Linked DNA regions of Zea mays: region 1 is linked to region 2. Evidence: chromatin contacts called from public Hi-C data. All regions are on one chromosome and are shown on one strand. Each heading gives the region's core, a stretch centred on a gene start, on an enhancer-like site or on the middle of the called end of the contact. The rest is flanking DNA. Distances are from core to core; before and after follow the strand shown. Region 1 has its middle 19 kb from the start of LOC109944162. Region 2 holds the start of LOC100381656 (Sterile alpha motif (SAM) domain-containing protein).

Region 1 (2,700 bases), core at 102-2,601, 210 kb after region 2:
CATCTATAGATAATTCAGTCTTTGGACCATCACACTTGTTCACTTGAGTTGAACCCTGTTAGCTTTGCATTATGCACCTGTTCAACACTTAGCACACTTGTTAGTCCTATAATTGGGTTGTCATCCAAACCACCAAAACCCACAAGAGAGCTTTCAATCTCCCCTTTTTGGTGATTGATGGCAACACAATTAAAGCTTACACAAGAATAAGATTTAAAGCACAAATTTTGAATTCTAAGTTTATAGAATGCTCCCCTAAATATGTGCTTACATTAAAATCTTAACTTTGGCCTTATATGCCAAATTGCACATACTTACGCTAATTCAAAGCATTACTACACCTTAGGCTAATTCAAAACCCACAAGAGAGTTTTCAATATATCAAGAGAATACATCTTCAAATTATTCGTAGCTTTGTTGTAGATTAAAAAATCGTATGAGAAAGAGAAAGCAATGTTTTTTATAACTTTTGTGAAGAGATAACAAATATTAAAGCATAAAATAATTATTTAAACGCTAGTTTTCTAATTTATGCCTCACTTCGTGTTGTGGTGGCCTAAACACGATATCTATCGTGAATAAGTTTGAGGCACGACACGTTTCATTCTTCTTTACGTCGAGCCGTGTTCTGAGCTCTTGCTTCCATGTCGTGGATCTTGTAGCTGGTGATTTTTTTTATCTTGTACCTGCGTGCGCTCGGGCCGACGAGACGACCGACTGATGAGCGAGAAAGAGCCAGGGAGTGCGCCGGCGGGTGGGACAGTGTTTTGGCTGTGCGTAATTGCACGGGAAATGGACCCCCGTCATCATTCCAGTTCCAGGTACTAGCGTACCGTCCGGGAGGAGCGGCTGCGCCTTCACGTGACATGATGCACCGCCACGCGCGGCCGGCCGTATGCGGCGCCGGCGGCGCTTCCTTCGGTTAGCAGGTAGTAGTAGTAAGTAGGCAGGCAGCTCGCTCCGCCGACAGACTGCCCTCCCCCGTGATTTTGGCGCGCGCACGCCCGCTCGCTCTACACCGCTTCAGCCGCTCAGCGGACGCGACTCGCCGGGGGCCGGTAGCGAGCATGACGAGCACCATCATGCCTGCGCTTGGCAGTTGGCACGTCGCCGGCGGTCGTCCTCACGCAGAAGGTAAGGCTGGGGTCCGCCGGGCAAATCGATCGATGCGTCGGTGGAAGATCCAGCGGGCAGTAACCCCAGGAGGTCGGCGGTCACGGGCGCTCGCCCGTGAAAGACGTCCACCGAGGGAGACGACGTGATTTGCGGTCACGGGAGGGAGGAAGGCAGCGCACGCGTGGCATGAAGCTACTAGTAGTCTACGATCCGGCCTGGCTGCGACGATCGGCCCTGAGCGCACGGGAGACAGGGCCCGGGAATCGGATTTCGAAGGAGCGGACTCGGGCGCCGGCCCACTCTCCGGACGCCGCAAGCGAACTGGGCCGAGAAGCCAACAAATGGCTGAGAAGCCTACTAACGCGCCGTGCCTATGGCCTCTGCGGCCCATACGAACTTGTTCCCTTGGCTACTGCCTACTAGTGGCCACTGCTTCAGCGCGCGTTGTTGATGTTAAGTAACCCTAATTAGGGTTATGTGGGCAAATACCTGCTTTGCCCCTGAGGGGTCTCACATCTCTATATAAGGAACCTGTACACTCCCTCATAATACAGAGAAGAGAAAGAGGCCAGAGGCCCAACCCTACCCATGTGTCTCGTGTGTTTCCTCTGTCGTGCTTATGGGAAGGGAGACGGGTCTTCTACAGCTTCTCGCGCCTCTACTGCTGACGGGAGGGAAAGGAGCGGATCTGGTGATCCGTGGTGACGTAGTTCTCAACACGTTATCAGCACGCTCTACCTCGACGTTGCTGCGAGATTGGATCTGCATCAACTCTCCGTCAATCCGGCAGGTCTCCGGCCTAGCCGAACTGTCCTACGCGACAGTCTTCGATTCCTCTCCTACGCAATACAATGGTATGTCTTTCTGTATAGATTGAATACATAGTTCGCGGTGATAAAAATGGTGGCGACTCTGCTGGCCACGATGGGGAGATAAGCTCCTGGCCGCCGGAAGCGGATCAGACGCTAAATGGCATGAGTTTCCATTCCAACCAATCGGCGAGGAACCACCCCGCATGGCTGCATGCAACCTGTACAACGCGGCCACAATCTGTACTACGCAGGCACCAATCTATTTTTCCAGGAGAAAAAATAGTAACGGGTCACGTACCTATGCAACATGCGTAACGTGGAGCGCGGCCTCGGGCCAGGAGTGGGCCTTGCACGGTCGTCGCGCGCTCCATGTGCTCCCCGATCAAAGCTGTGGGCAGTTGAGAGCGCTGTGCTCCCGGTCAAATCGGCTGGTAGTTAAACGCTATGCATGTGTGGCACTCGTACTTGCCTACTTGGGAGCAATGTACAAAAAAAGAACTGGAATTGCAATGGTTGCATACTTGCATGCATATACGCCTCCAACCTTGCATGCAGACTGACTTGACGCTTGCATGTGATACTCTGATAGTTACTGAGCACGCGATGGTTGGCTTGAAAATCGCCCTAGAAAATTCTGGTTGAATTATTTCATATATGCTCTATGTTGTTTATTCTATTTATTTTCGGTTACAAATAAAAAATAGAATAAAGTATGTTTTATATTGCGGTTAATTATTTTTCGCAGTAAATAATTAGTAGAAAAATGCATGTT
Region 2 (2,700 bases), core at 42-2,541:
CTCTCTCCTCAGCCACAGCCGGCCGCCCCCCTCCTCTTCTGCGCCGGCCGCCGCTCTGCTCTCCTCTCCTCAGCCACACAGCCAGCCGCCACTCTCCTCTCCTCAGCCAGCCACTGCTCCTCAGCCAGCCGCTGTGCCGCCGCCCTCGTCTTCTCCGCCGGCCACGAACTGCGACACTACGCCCACAGCAGACCATATTGGTGAGTACTGATTTTGTGCAACCATATTGCCCAACAGTGAATCAATCATTCAAGCTCTATTTGCTCAACCATATTGGTGAGCACTGATTGTGCAACCATATATTCTTGATGATCTTGATGTGGAAGAAGAAATTGAAGGAAGCAATAGTGGAAAAGATGGTGATGATCAAGGCGTGGATGCTCATGGTCTTCATATTGATGAGTTCGATGATGGTTACTTATCATGCATAAGTTGTAACTTATGTGGTTGAACTTGTGTTGTTAAACTTGATCTGTTTCTTTTTATGCTATTTGGTTTGTGAACTCAACTTATGTATGAACTTATTCTATATTTGAATTTCTATGTCAAGTATGAAAGACGTTTCAACATTCGTTTAAACGTTTAAATGTTAAAAAGTTGGTTCATAACGTTTTACCGCTTTAATAACCATGACTATATCCCACAACATCAGAACACCCATACATGTACTTATCATGTTAGCCCAACCTCCCACCCCAACCACACTAGTTAGAAACTCAAAACTACCAAGTGAGCAATCACACATAGATTAAGCCACCTTCCAAAAATCACAGCAGCATCCCTTGATTTGAGGTACGCAGCAGAACTGTACCCTCGATAGTCAACAACCAAATCCAACACCATGCAACCAACTTTTGACACACCAAAACGCGTAGGATCCACCATACAATACCTGATACCCCGCACACTAGACCCAAACTAAGGTTAACCAATGCTATACAGACCTCTACCAGATCATCGGCCCTGTTCTCTCTTGCGGGAGAATCTGCTCTGATGCTAATCAATCAACATTCAAACCATGGAAGATGCCGTAGGGAAAACCGCAATGGAGAATGAGACCACGCTAGCCTTATAAGCATGGGTTGACCCAGACTGGACAGCCCACCTGACCGCTGCGGCCGAGGGTGATGGTGACCTGGTGCCTCGAAGACGCCGACGAGGAAGCCATCTCCACCGCAGCCGACGCAGTCACGCAGAGGACGGCTTCCGCCGGAACCTTAGAGAGGCGAAGGGAGTGGCGCGACCGGACGGAGCGGCTAGGGTTTCAGGGGAATGAAGATTGGGGATGTGCGTTGAAAGTGAGACGTCGTTTACCGGCGCCGGGGACGGAACGGAAGTTGTTGCGTCGCTGGTCGCTGCACACAGACGCAGGTGCGTGCGGGCCTTTTGCGCTTTCCAGATTTCGACGTGCGAGTGTTTGGATGACTCAAGTCTCCAGCTCTAGCGGGAGATTGTTTATAATATTAATTTAAATAGTTTTAAAATTATTTTAATCTAAATAATAAACAAATAGATTATCTAAATATTTTTAAAGGCGTACACGATTTTCTAAAGCACCTAATAATCTACTTACTAATTTTATCAAATTTTCTAAAACTGCAACTGTTCTAAATAAGTCCTAACTTTCTACTAGCAAAATATCCTCTTGCAATGGGTTATACATCTTAGTTTTTCTAAAAAAAATATTGTGCTCCATTTCTTGTCCTGGTCGACTATAGATATACAGCCGGACCGCGCAACACGGTCCAAGTCCGAAAAGACATGGACGGTTATAATTGAATTTTGGACCGGTCTGGCTCATAATTATTACAGCACGTGGCGGGCCAGTTCATGGGGCTGGACTCTCAGCCCAGCATTATTAATTAAATGTGCTGGACTCATTTTGGGACCTAAATATGGATGGATCCAGATATCTATTTGGATGTTAAAATTTTGGCCTTTGTTGGGGACTTGCTCTCAAATGTTATAAATTGAGAACAAGGCAACACCAAAACAGGTTACTTGTCAATGTCCTTCGTTCTTCGAAGCATTATGTCCTCAAGGATATAATGATCTTCGAACGAAGGTCATGAATGGCATACCTTCATCATCTCAACATATATATATATCTATACTACTTATTAAGACTCTAAGGGGTAGGCTGCCCCATTCCTGGTTCTGCCATTCCGATTCCCATGTCCCGTGGCGCCATTCCCATGTCCCACCCGTAGCGTTGCCATTCCGATTCCCATGTCCCGTGGCGCCATTCCCATGTCCCACCCGTAGCGTCACCCGTAGCGTTGCCATTCCGATTCCCATGTCCCGTGGCGCCATTCCCATGTCCCACCCGTGGCGCCATTCCCATGTCCCACCCGTAGCGTTCTGCCATTGTCGGGTCCAAAAAATCTAGCTGTGTAGGAATAAAAGCTCGCGCACAGCCAAGCCTATACAGGTTGCCGCCCAACCAAGACCACAATGTTGTATCCGCACTGACACTTATAAACAGATGCGTGCACAGTTTAGTACCTGATGTGGTACTAAGTTTGGCTTGCAAATACGAAATACACGCTTTCTGGGAGGCCCATTTGCTTGTTGTGGCCCAAACCAAAGCTCACTGTCGAAGCACGGTTAGCGCCTCAGCTGCCCCCCGCGCGTCGTCGCTCCCGTCGCCACAGCACGACCTCCGCGTTCTCCGCCCCTCCCCCACCCTCGCGCACCGTC

Evidence for each region. A called contact is a pair of places that touch in the nucleus more often than the background predicts.
Region 1: a contact with region 2 is called in a Hi-C map of ear, with 3 times the contacts expected there. The contact joins the enhancer-like site here to the promoter of LOC100381656 in region 2. A contact is called at or near these places in 3 of 25 Hi-C or Micro-C datasets (ear, leaf and tassel).

The regions. Positions count from the first base shown.
Region 1 is chr2:42,563,795-42,566,494 of Zm-B73-REFERENCE-NAM-5.0, forward strand. No RefSeq gene overlaps it. Among protein-coding and RNA genes, the nearest start is that of LOC109944162, 19 kb to the right of the region's middle. Within about 2 kb of position 1,352, at least 20 of the 20 cell types and tissues checked have an H3K27ac peak or open chromatin away from gene starts, as enhancers often do. A contact at or near this core is called in ear, leaf and tassel, where this site is marked.
Region 2 is chr2:42,356,050-42,358,749 of Zm-B73-REFERENCE-NAM-5.0, forward strand. LOC100381656 (Sterile alpha motif (SAM) domain-containing protein) reads right to left here and starts at 1,292. Exons shown (of 6, transcript NM_001174471.1): 1 at 1,106-1,292.